Regions from separate parts of the Triticum aestivum genome. Here region 1 is linked to region 2. A link is a contact called in public Hi-C data. All regions are on one chromosome and are shown on one strand. The core of a region is the stretch at or near the end of the contact, and the rest is flanking DNA. Distances in the headings are between cores, read along the strand shown.

Region 1 (6,325 bases), core at 1,773-4,272, 99 kb after region 2:
GGTCGGCCTGGCCGTCGCCGGCAAGAACGTGGCCGGCTACATCCCCTCGGAGCTCGGCTCGCTGCTCTTCCTCCGCCGGCTCAACCTCCACGACAACCGCCTCAGCGGCGGCATCCCGCCCGCGCTCTCCAACGCCTCCTCGCTCCACTCCATCTTCCTCTACAACAACGCGCTCACCGGCAAGCTCCCCATGGCGCTCTGCGACCTCCCGAGGCTGCAGAACATCGACGTGTCCAGGAACTCGCTCTCCGGCGAGCTGCCGCTCGACCTCCGGAACTGCCGGAGCTTGCAGCGTCTTATCGTCTCCAGAAACACCTTCTCCGGCGAGGTGCCCGCCGGTGTTTGGCCGGAGTTGTCCAGCCTGCAGCAGCTCGACCTCTCCTCCAACGCTTTCAACGGCTCCATCCCGCCGGACCTCGGCCAGCTCCCCAAGCTCTCCGGCACGCTCAACCTCTCGCACAACCAGTTCTCCGGCATCGTGCCGCCGGAGCTCGGCCGCCTCCCGGCGACCGTCACTCTCGACCTCCGCTTCAACAACCTCTCCGGCGCCATCCCGCAGACGGGCTCCCTCGCCAGCCAGGGCCCAACTGCGTTCCTCAACAACCCCGCTCTCTGCGGCTTCCCGCTCCAAGTTGCCTGCCGAGCCGTCCCACCGCCGACGCAATCTCCGCCGCCACAGAACACCAGTTCATCAACAGCCTCCGCCTCTAACGACAGCCAGCATCAGCCAATTAAATCAAGCCTCATAGCGCTCATCTCCGTCGCCGACGCCGCCGGCGTCGCCCTCGTCGGCATCATCCTGGTGTACATATACTGGAAAGTCAAGGACCGGAGGGAAGGCCGCCGCGGCCGTGGCCGTGCAATCGCAGAAGACGACGACGATGATGATCGGAACAAGGGGCTGTGCGGCTGCATTTGGGGCCGCCGCGACAGAGGCTGGGCGGACGGCTCGTCGGACGACGAGGAAGAAGGAGACGGCAAGTGCAGCGGCGCCGACGGGGAGCTTGTAGCGATCGACCGGGGATTCCGGATGGAGCTGGACGAGCTGCTCCGGTCATCCGCGTATGTGCTGGGGAAGGGAGGGAAGGGGATCGTGTACAAGGTGGTGGTGGGCAACGGCTCGACGCCGGTGGCCGTCCGGCGGCTGGGCGGCGGCGGCGGTGGCGCTGAGAGGTGCAAGGAGTTCAGGGCGGAGGCGCGGGCGATGGGGCGGGTGCGGCACCCCAACGTGGTGCGGCTGCGCGCTTACTACTGGTCACCCGACGAGAAGCTCGTCGTCACCGACTTCGTCGGCAACGGCAACCTCGCCACCGCGCTGCGTGGTAAGTAAAAGTACCACCGGTCAACTTTTTCTTTTTTATATCACGCCGGTCAACTCGCTTACTGCTCTTTCGCTTTGAACAAGACTCTGCTCCTGGTAGTATAACTTGAAGCCAATCTCGCTAGAATAGTAACTCATCTTAATAGAGTGTGTGTTAGTTTTAATTTTATTTTTATGTTGCTTGATTACGTATTAAATGCACGACAACAACATTGAAATGTGATATACTCCCTCTGTAAAAATATAAGACCTTTTAGATCACTAATTATACAACCAATGATGACATATGGCAAGAATTTCATGGAAGAGTCATAACTTTTGCCAAACAAAAAACATACAGTTAGGGTATGGTTTCTCCTTATTTTAATCCGTGACACACCATCAAATAAAGTTCGACGTCTCCCACCCACCCATCCGCCCCTCCTTACCCTCCTCTTTCGCCCTCCCTACTCGTCGTCGTCAGGCAAAGCTCGTGCGGCAGCAACTGCAGCAGGGCATTTTCCTTCCCATGCAGCTAACAATGTCTACGCGTGTAAGGTCGAGCCGGTGTTTGCACATGGTCAACCAGTGCCCCGGGCGTGGATTTGGCGTGTGGCCAGAGCGTGGATCAAGCGTAATCGTGTTGCACCTCGGCGTGCGGCCCCTCTCAGACGTCTTTAGGGGGACTCTGACATCGGCGATGGCGCTCGCATGGTGTGGTGGCTGGGACATGCAGATCCGACATACCCCAGTGTGTTGATCGATGGGGCAGCGGGCGCGGACTGGTGCGGCTCACGACGGGGAGGCATGCCGAATCATGCGGGTCCGGTGCGGTGCATCGGACGTCGGATCGGTCTCGTGAGGAGGTTGGGGTAAGGTGCCATGCTCCTCTTCCTCACCGTTGCGGACAGGCCCTACCGAGGCCAACTTTGGCTCCATCGTGGGCCGGAGCGAGCATTGGCATGTAGGTGGTGCATCTCAGGGCAGTGACTGTTAGGCTCAAACGGCAATCATCGGCGAGATGGCGGTGCAACAATGATCGGAAGCGACGCGGTGTTGTCTTCCCTTCCGGTAATTTCTCCTTTGCCCTGCCAAATTCTATGTGAGCATGACGGTAGAATGGTGGACAATGACTATGGTGAGAGACATAACTCCTAGATGACAACCCATGATCTAACTCGCATGATAAGGCTGCTTCGAAGTCCCCATATGTTTACCTTCTTGAAGTTGTTGGTTTGAAGATATGTTTTGAAGGTTATAGGCCAGGATCTAACGTCTGGGGAGCCAACCGACTTTGACATGCAAGTGGCTATTTCTTTTTGAAGGCTTTGTCTTAGAGCTTTGCGTCCTTTGTCTGTTAGTAACATATCACCTTGAGGTTTAGTGGTAGGATTTGAAGATGCCGTCACGAGGCATGTTCTATCTATAGGATCTCCCCGTAAAATCCCACTTAAACTATAAGTGGTTGGATTCAGGTCAAATGTCTCAAAATTCGACTAGATTGACAGAGGGTAGAAACAAGTGTAAAGTATGATTGGTAGAAAATCCCCGGTCGGCCGGGATCGGCTCTCGGTGGCAAACGACCTGCCGTGCCGTGCGACCGAGGCATCATCCCATCAACAGTTTCCTAACGGACGACGGACCGGTCAGGCGATTCGATCCACTGCATGACAAGCGGCGAGAGCGAAAGCTTCCAAACACCGCACCGACCTGTGTGCCCGGACGGAGATGGACCACACTCTGCCATCCATGCCGGGCATCCGCTGTCGACCGGATGGATGGATGGTTCCAGCGACATGCAAAAAAAAAATCATTTTCGCCTCATGTTTTGGCTCGTAGGTGCTCTCCAATGACAGCAGCGAGCTGTTGCTTTCTGCTTGAAAACCAAGGGAGTTGCTAGCGTATCTTAAGAGCTTTTTTTAGCGTAGCTTAAGAGCTAAGAGTCGCGCCATAAGCTGGGGCCGGCCAGTAACTGAATATACTGCACCAAAAACTACGTATTGTTTATGGTGTACACGCACACTTTACAGGCCAATACCTCACAGGATCAAGTCATTTTTAAGGTATCCTCCATACCAGCACTTGCACAATACTGAGAAACCAAAGAGGGAAAGAGCAAAGGAATGCCTTTACACCATCCTGATTCCTGCGTGCAGAGCCTGGAAGGAGGAAAAAGAGAACTTTTTAGGCCTGGAACCTTTGTCACTGTCACGGCCTAACAGAATGATCTTCTAGGGCTAAATATGATCCCGGAACGGAAAAGATTTCCACGCGACACTCGAGCCAAAAGCAGAGGCGATAATTGAGACCGCGGAGGCACGCCTTCCTCGGCGACGCGCATGCATGAGCATGATCAACGAGCGCTTTTGATTACTGGGTGATCGATGATGAGCGTAGTGCTGAGGCTGCTGTTGATGCTGCCTTTCTATGTGGCTTTCGGGCCTTGATAGGACAAAGCTTGACAACTTTGTGAGGACGCCATGATAACTGGTGTGTGTGTGTGCAGGCAGCAATGGTTGGTTCGTTTGTGTGTTGTGAGAAGCCATGTGCTTGCGGCAACAATTAGTACCATTGTCAAGTGCATGACAAATCAGGCACAACGTGGGCCATTAATGCTCACTGCACAAGTCCCTTCCTCATATGCAGTCAGTGTCCATGAACAGTGCCATGGCATGGCTGCTTGTGTCCGTGCAAAGCACCAAAGCTTTTTAATTTCTGGTGATGTGGACACGCCACTCTACTAATTAAATGGCCATTAATTCTGTCTGTAGCATTTTTGTTTCTTACTCAGAATCAATGCCCACCAATTCTGGTTAGCAATATACACATGCATGCTAACTTTTAGTTACCGCGTCCACGTTGCAGGTCGCGCCGGTGAACCTGTGCTGTCGTGGGCGGCGCGGCTGAAGATCGCCAAGGGCGCGGCGCGCGGCCTGGCGTACCTCCACGAGTGCAACAGCACCCGGCGGTTCGTCCACGGCGAGGTCAAGCCGTCCAACATCCTCCTGGACGCCGACTTCACCCCCCGCGTCGCCGACTTCGGCCTCGTCCGCCTGCTCGCCATCGCCGGCTGCGGCCCCGACGGCGCGCCGCCGTCCTCAGGGGGCAGCCTCCTCGGCGGCGCCATCCCCTACACGAAGCCGCAGGCGCCGGCGCAGGCGAGCGGCTACCGGGCGCCCGAGGCGCGCGCGCCGGGGGCGCGGCCGGCGCAGAAGTGGGACGTGTTCTCCTTCGGGGTGATCCTGCTGGAGCTGCTGACGGGGCGGGGACCGGCGGACCACGCGTCGCCGTCGACGTCCGCGTCCTTCTCGGGGCCGTCCACGACGACGACGGACCGATCCGGGAGCGCGGAGCACGAGGCGGTGCCGGAGGCGGTGCGGTGGGTGCGGCGCGGGTTCGAGGACGCGCGGCCGGTGGCGGAGATGGTGGACCCGGCGCTGCTGCGGGAGGCGCCGGCGCTGCCCAAGAAGGAGATCGTTGCCGCGTTCCACGTCGCGCTGGCGTGCACCGAGGCCGACCCGGAGCTCCGGCCCAAGATGAAGACCGTCGCCGACAGCCTCGATAAGGTCGGGTCGTGAGGACGGATGCATCATGCACGTACGGCCATTGGCTTACGCTGCCACGTTATGTGTTCGTGACAAAGCTCGTCTGGGAAGTCTTCTTTTCTTGAGCTTTCCTTCCTCTCTGGCTCTCAAGCTCTTCATATTCTTTTTTATTTATTTTGTAATTGGGGGTTTCTTGGCTATTTGTTCCGACAAAACTGACGATTTGTGATCATACAACAGCATATATAGAAGTGTACTTTTCCGCGTCCATTCCATAAAAACTGGGTTTGCAACTTTGCATGCATACCACGATGCATCGCAGTTTAGCTGAATGTCAGTCGCCTGAAAATGATATTTGGGTTAGTCGATTTTGCATGATGAAAGCAGCAGCGGTCGAAGAGAAAAAAGGAGTCGGCTCGCGGAAGAAGCAGCACCATCTAGGTCTATCTTTGGAAGGCAGGCTCGCTGGGTGTCTATCTTAGGGTGGCAAGCTTGCTGGGTATCTATTTTAGGGCTGTGGGGTTGCAGATTTGACGGAAAAATATGGAGGTTCGCCAGGGTTAGAGGGATGGCGATGGGCGGCGAGGCAATCGCGGGAGCACCGCCGGCTGTGGGCGGCGGTAGCATGCGGTTGGACCGGTGGTACCTCGGGCGGTTTGGGAAAAAAGATGAACAGGGGGATGGGAACGAGGTTGAAGAAAGCGATATGTCATTCGTTTTACATCTGGCGACTTAAAACAAATTGATTGACAAAAAAATAGTCAACTGGCATCTAGCTAGTCCCATACATTGGTTGCATTAGGGCGAGCAAGGGCGGCCGCCCGGAGTTTCTTTTAGAAGTAACCACATACATTTCATTAGAAAACCGGGTTAAAAAAAGTTCACACAGTGTCACTACAAGAGACATACACAATGCGTTGTAATATTGCATCAAAGACTGCACAAGAAGTAAAACTAGAATTTCACTCTGGCAGAATCTTGTGTCATGCTGAAAGGTCGCCCACCATCATCTTCCACGGTCCCGAGGCAACACTGAAAAAAGAGGGGATTTGCCATCATACACATATCTAGAGGAGCACCTTCGCATATAAGGATGCTTTTCGGGCCGATGAACCGAATCGATGCAAGCAACAAGGCCAAGGCTTATTGGCATGTCGGTCGGGGTTCAACACCGTTAACTTCATCCGACGCGGTCGAAGAAGAGGAACACCGTTGTCTGCCGCCATCCACACACCCCAATGCAATACACCAAACACAACTGCAACAATCAACGCCAACGCCACCCGGGAGAGCGTCGTGTGTCGACCATCAGACACAAATCTCACCGGATCTGAAGACCGACAAGAAAACTGAGCCACCTACTCCTCGATGCCGCCCATTAGAACGCCACCGAGATGAAGAAAGAGTAGAAGCAGATTATTCCGCTCGGCGCCATCTCCACCATTGATGCGGCACCTCTAACAAAAAACTATGCCTAGCC
Region 2 (6,138 bases), core at 59-2,558:
ATGCACTTGTGATTTGTGGGAGGATCGCTGCCTATTGAATCAAAACCAACGACGGACTTATAAGTAAAAAAACAAATCGTTTTTCCCACTTACCGGTGGCATAAGAGGTAATTCATGTGAACTCTAGGGGAAAATCCACGATGGACGAAGAGAAGCAGCCCTCTCTTTATTATTAGGTTAAGATTCAAAATTTTCAAATACTTGTTTAACATTTTTTAAATACTTGTTCAACATTTTTAATACTTATTCAATATTTTTTAAATACTTGTTCAACATTTTTCAAATGTGTTTTGTACAATATTTTTTGTAATATATACAAACACACATATACATATATGTTATTTTAAAGTATAAAAAATTACAAAAATAAAGTAAAAAATGAGAACAGAAAACAGAAAAAAAACAAAATAGAGGCCATGACCTGCTGTATGCGTGGGCTGGCCCATCTCGCTTCCGCGAGTCGGCGGGGCACCCCAAATTAGAGAGCAACTAGTTGAGGAGCACTCCTTCGGAGTCTCCCCAACAAACATATAGCGCCGCTTGGCGCGTTGTCAGCCCCCGCCACGTGTCGCGCTCTGTGCTCTCCCTTCGGATTTTATTTATTTTTATTTTTTCGCATGCGTTTTCGGTTTTTAGATGGTTTTTCTGGTTTTCTTCAACTTATCGGTTTTCCACCATTCTTTCTTAGCATTGCGACAATTTTTTTTGATTTTATGCGTGAAAAAACGAATTTTTTCCCGTGAGAGACATGGTTTTTCTTCCACGAGAGGCACGGCCGTGCTTCTCAGAAACGAAAAAAAAGACGTGTTTTCTTTTTTCTTCTTCTTCTTCCATGAGAGGCACGGTTTTACTTTCGCGAGAGGCATAGTCGTGCCTCACGGAAACAGCATCCGAAAAGGAAAAAAAGTTTGATTGTTTTAGTAAAATTAAATTTGTCAAAACCTACCGACATGGGATCTAGTTTTGAAGGTCTCGACGCGAGGAATTCAAGGATGAGAATGATTTGAGATTTGGATGGACGGTTTAAGAAATAAAACATTTTAAATAAATAGATATGAAAAAAGGGAAAACTCTAAGTTGCGACAAGTGGAGCACATGCAACGCGGCACTTGTCACAACCTGAGAAGGGGAGTGATCTTATTCCTCGATTAGTGATTTTGCCCAAATTATCGGACCGAGCAGATTGATTAACAGGATTTACGGGCCAATTCTCTAAACGGACTGATCACCAGGGGGCTTAGAAAGCACTAAAAAAACAGGGGGCTTATAATGGGCTTACTTGCAGGTGGTACGCACCTGCGACGACAACGACGACCCGTGTGAAGCGGCCCGAACCCACGCCAGTCCAGTCGCGTCGCACTCCACCCAGAGAGGTCACGTGAAAAGCAGCACCAAGAAGGGAACGGACTGCTTGGACTGGAAGCGACCCGCGTCCACCACCGCCGCTTTCCCCCTCGCCCCCTCACCGCGCGGCGACGCCGAGCGACCCAGCGGCGAGCCCGGCATGCATCACGACCCCAACCCCTTCGACGAGGGCACCGCCGGCGACGAAAACCCCTTCTCCGTGAGCCAACCTCCCCTCCCCTCTCCCCTCTATACGCTCATCTATCGCCCCCTCGTTTTGCGGAAAAACCCTTGCCGCCTACGGCGGGTTAGTGGTTCGGCAGATCTGAACTCCCGCGTGTTGTTTCTGTCGCGCTGCAGAATGGAGGAGGCCGCGGCGGGAAGCAGCAGCACGGCTTCCGGCCCACCGAGCCCGTCGGCTTCGGCGGCGGCGGCAGCAGGGGCGACGCCACCGTCGACGTGCCCCTCGGCAACATGGGCGTAAGACGCTTCACGCTCTACTTATCCTTTTTAGTTTTCGTTCACTCGGCGTTCGGCTGCACGAATCTGATGGTTCTGGTGCGCCGCGCAGGACTCGAATGGCAAGGCGAGGGAGCTCTCGTCGTGGGAATCAGATCTGAGGCGTCGTGAGGCGGTGGGGTTTACTCTCCTCTTTGCCCTTAAACTCTACTACTAGTTTATTAGGTTGTGTGGTGTCTCACGGCGTTTGTTCTGTGGCTCCAGGATATCAAAAGGAGGGAGGAATCGCTGAAGAATGGTGAGCCGCTATTTCGTTGGTGGTGTCAATTGTGTTTCAGTTATGAGTTGTGTTAGCACTTAGCAGTAGTGTGCTTATTTCTGCTTTCCTTTTCTTCTTTCTTTGATGCAGCTGGAGTGCCCATGGAGGAGAAGAATTGGCCGCCTTTTTTCCCGATTATCCACCATGACATCGCCAATGAGATACCTGCAAACGTGCAGAAGTTACAGTATCTGGCGTTTGCAAGCTGGCTTGGTATGTACTTGTTGACTGCTGGTGGTGCTTTTTTTTTTGTATCTCCAGTTTGGCAGTAGAATTATGCAATTGTGGTGTTATAGGTTGTAAATATGGTTCATTTCAGAGGCACATAGTTATGATAGTTTCGGTTTTGTGTTATTTTAATTTGCAGGAATTGTGCTCTGCCTCTCCTGGAACTTTATTGCTGTCATAGTCTGCTGGATCAAGGAGGGAGGTGAGTTTTCATCACTACCTATGAATGCCTGGGTGTTCTTGTACATTGGGTGATGTGAATGCTTGGGTTGTTTACGCTTGCAGATTCAAAGCTGTTCTTCCTTGCTACAATCTATGCTTTGCTTGGAATTCCCCTTTCTTACTTGATGTGGTATCGACCCCTCTATCGTGCAATGAGGTATGCTATCATGGTACCACTTTAGCACTTCCACCTATCAATGGAAAAAGGACATCGTGAGTGAATTTATTATTTATTTTAGGGCTTTCCACCTACGCACATCACAAAGACTGTATTTCTTTTCCCTAAATGTTCTATGCGGACCTGCAATATTTACTAGCATTGTTTCTATCGACCGAAACTATTAAAGGGCAGTTTATGCGAGTTTAGAACTTCTGCATAATTTCCTTGAAAAATTTCTTATACACACAATTCATGATGCATGTGATAGCTACGACAGTTACAAAAATATTTTGGTGGACCTGCACCAGCTACACATAATTGTTTCCATTTCATGTATAAGTGACCAATTGATGGGTACAGTCATCCTAAGCTGATAGTATGACAGATTTTAGAAGTGACTGCTTTTTCAGTCCAATTGTTTACAATTTAAGAGAAAAACTGAACTGTGCATTATGATGTGTAGAAGCATCTGATATGTTCATTTACTTCTTTAAACAGGACTAACAGTGCATTCAGTTTTGGATGGTTTTTCCTGTGTTACCTGGTAAGATCTGCCTGCAAAGCTTATTTAACTTCCTCTTGAGTCTGACATTTCAACTGTTGTATTTATTCTTATCACACGGCCACATTTTTCTTGTTGTTTGGTGCAGATCCACATTGGTTTTTGCATAATTGCTGCCATTGCTCCACCAATTGTATTCCAAGGGAAATCATTAACGTAAGCTACCACTACTTTTATTCAGTGCACATCATAATTACTGTGGTAAATTTCTATTGCACCAGTGTTACTATTTGGAACAACTGGCGACCACCATACTATGAGGGTATTTTTATTGAAATCAACAGGATGTTAACAATTAATAAAAGTCAAACTTGTATACATAATAGTTGTACATGTGGTCTCACTATTCTGTGGTTTCCATCGTATTGAGACAGCTGAAATTTTGAATTGCCTGTTTCACTATGTGCCTACAAGATCTGTAATAAATTGTTTGCGTATGCTCTTCTAGCATGATCTAGTGCCAGTGTTCTGGACTAACTGACTGACTGACAGTTGAATATCTCAGTACTGATGGAATATGTTATCATTCTACATTGTATTTAACCAGTATGTATGTAGCCGGCTGATATTGAGTATTGACTAGGAAATGGATGCCTGTTATTTTTTAGCTTAAGACCAATATCTCTTCATAGGTACCCACTATAAGCTTTTTCTACTTTTCTCTCCAGGGGCATATTGGCCGCGATCGACACTTTCTCTGAGCATTTGATAATTGGGGTGAGAACATTGTTCCCTCGTACCTTGTTCCCTTCACACCTCCTTGCAGTGAGAAAGCTGGACATGTTTTGCCCGCGATCTCTTGAATATGTCAAAAGCACTGTGAAGTAACTTTATCTCCAAGTATCAACTTATAGGGCATTAAGTATCAAATATTTGCTTTTGCAGATCTTTTACTTCGTGGGGTTTGCACTATTTTGCTTGGAGACACTGCTGAGCATCGGGGTTCTTCAGGTCAGAGATAATTTCTCAATTAACATCCTCTGGCCTTCTATTGGTTTATCTTCTTGGCTGTTCTTATGTACGTCTTTTCTTCGTATGCTCACATACTGGTCATATCTAGGGCACGAAATGCAGGGACTAGTAGGTGTTCCATATATTTCAGTTTTTATGGATTATTATGTGTATTTGGTTCACAGCAACTGAATGCAATTTTTTATTTAATACTCCCTCCGCAAAGAAATATAAGAGCGCTTAGATCACTTAAGTAGTGATCTAAACGCTCTTATATTTCTTTACGGAGGGAGTATGTTGCATAACATAAAACCTTTTGTTCTAAATCCAGTGAACTTCGCCAAGACACGAGTATGCTTATAGCTGTGCCTCTGCATAGTTGAGAAATAATTGTCATAATTTTCTGCACGGAAAATTATTATACTAGTGAAATTTGTTGTAGAATATGTGGAACATATGATGTGCTAGTTCCCTTGATGGGTATCCGATAAAGATGTAGAACTTGCAAAACTTCTAAGCATTGTTGTAGCACGGGAACGTACTAAAACAAATACATCTGGGCACACAGATCCCTATGTGGGCATCTGGTAAAGACGTTAGGGGGTGCTGGCTCCTGTGAGATCCTAAGCATTCTGTGATAGTACCTATCTTTTTGTTTGGGCATCATTCTGGATGGGCATGCAAATAAATGAAACACCGATGTCTTAATCCATAGGTCATAACCCATAATTGATGCATCTATTGCATAACAAGCAGTTTGATTGTGAGCACCCCCTTTATTTGTGTTTGGTCTGTTATCATGGTACTTGTTCAGATGCATTATGCGAGAATACAGTACTAATACCATTTTCTATTCTTTATTCCTCGGTGGCCACAGAAAGTATACATGTACTTCCGAGGGCATAAGTGAAGCGGTCATGGATGGAAAAATTTCGGAAGTCTACAAGCAGCAGTGATTCTGTTCATATGTGTCAGTACACCTTGAGTCTATGTTCTGTTCTGCCAAAGGTTAGCAAAGAATACTTCTGAGCCTGAATGGAGTATGTAAGGGTAGCCCTGCTACTATATGATGTTCTCTAAGATGGGGTGTTGAGATTCTTTATATGCTGTGCTTCGTGTGTTATCTGGTAGTTCGTTTGGGAGTTTGGCATGTCGGTGAACATTACAAGTAATCAGTATTTAAACGAAGATGAACAACTAGGCAGGAATCATGTTCTTTCGAGAATTAGTGGCGATGCTCTGCTATTGTGCTTTGGAGGACTAGATGTACGCTCAATTGTCCAGTTATAGCAAATTCGTCCGGTGTCACTTGATGTGATGCTATTATTGAGCTGCTGCTTCGTTGACCCCAAATATATCCTGTTAACAGCCGTTCTTTAATAACTTAGGATTTTTTTCCTCGCCTAGGCATAGCTTTGGTCTTTGATGACTTTGCTCATTGCCGGTGTGTTTTATTTGTGTGTGCGTTGGTGTGGCTCTGTGCATCTTAGTTGTGTACAGGCCGGATGTGTGCTATCGTGTCTGTATCCACTTGGTGCGTCATTTTGAGTCAATAAAATCGATCCTTTATCGCAACAGCTGTTGGTCTCACTTGTGAGACTGTTTGCTTTTAGTTGGAGTTGAGTTGTTGCAATTTTTATTCACCCGGGTATCACAGGTATAGAAAAAAAATTGAATTAAAATTTTCAATTTCTTTTGCGGTTGTACCGCCCACCCTTCGTTAGTTAGCTGGAAGGATTTCAGGGCCACTCTCGACTTCAAACACATTCTTTAAAGAAATTAGCGATCTTAGAAATCCTTGAAGCACCTCCAAAGGGTAAATCAATCAAAGCATCGATAGCATGAAGAGCCCACAAACACAAACATCACTATTTTGTTATAAACTAGATATTC

Evidence for each region. A called contact is a pair of places that touch in the nucleus more often than the background predicts.
Region 1: a contact with region 2 is called in a Hi-C map of leaf, with 4 times the contacts expected there. The contact joins the enhancer-like site here to the promoter of LOC123054468 in region 2. A contact is called at or near these places in 4 of 5 Hi-C or Micro-C datasets (leaf and root) and 1 of 1 datasets of contacts at active chromatin or transcription factors (leaf).

The regions. Positions count from the first base shown.
Region 1 is chr2D:556,876,134-556,882,458 of IWGSC CS RefSeq v2.1, forward strand. It overlaps LOC123054470 (receptor protein kinase-like protein ZAR1), which reads left to right. Exons shown (of 2, transcript XM_044478250.1): 1 at 1-1,322; 2 at 4,166-5,115. The coding sequence ends at 4,878. Among protein-coding and RNA genes, the nearest start is that of LOC123054470, 3.8 kb to the left of the region's middle. Within about 2 kb of position 3,023, at least 3 of the 8 cell types and tissues checked have an H3K27ac peak or open chromatin away from gene starts, as enhancers often do. A contact at or near this core is called in leaf, where this site is marked.
Region 2 is chr2D:556,778,426-556,784,563 of IWGSC CS RefSeq v2.1, forward strand. LOC123054468 (secretory carrier-associated membrane protein 6) reads left to right here and starts at 1,309. Exons shown (of 12, transcript XM_044478249.1): 1 at 1,309-1,564; 2 at 1,705-1,824; 3 at 1,916-1,978; 4 at 2,068-2,101; 5 at 2,213-2,335; 6 at 2,490-2,552; 7 at 2,636-2,729; 8 at 3,231-3,276; 9 at 3,383-3,450; 10 at 3,963-4,011; 11 at 4,180-4,245; 12 at 5,123-5,575. The coding sequence starts at 1,505. The coding sequence ends at 5,155.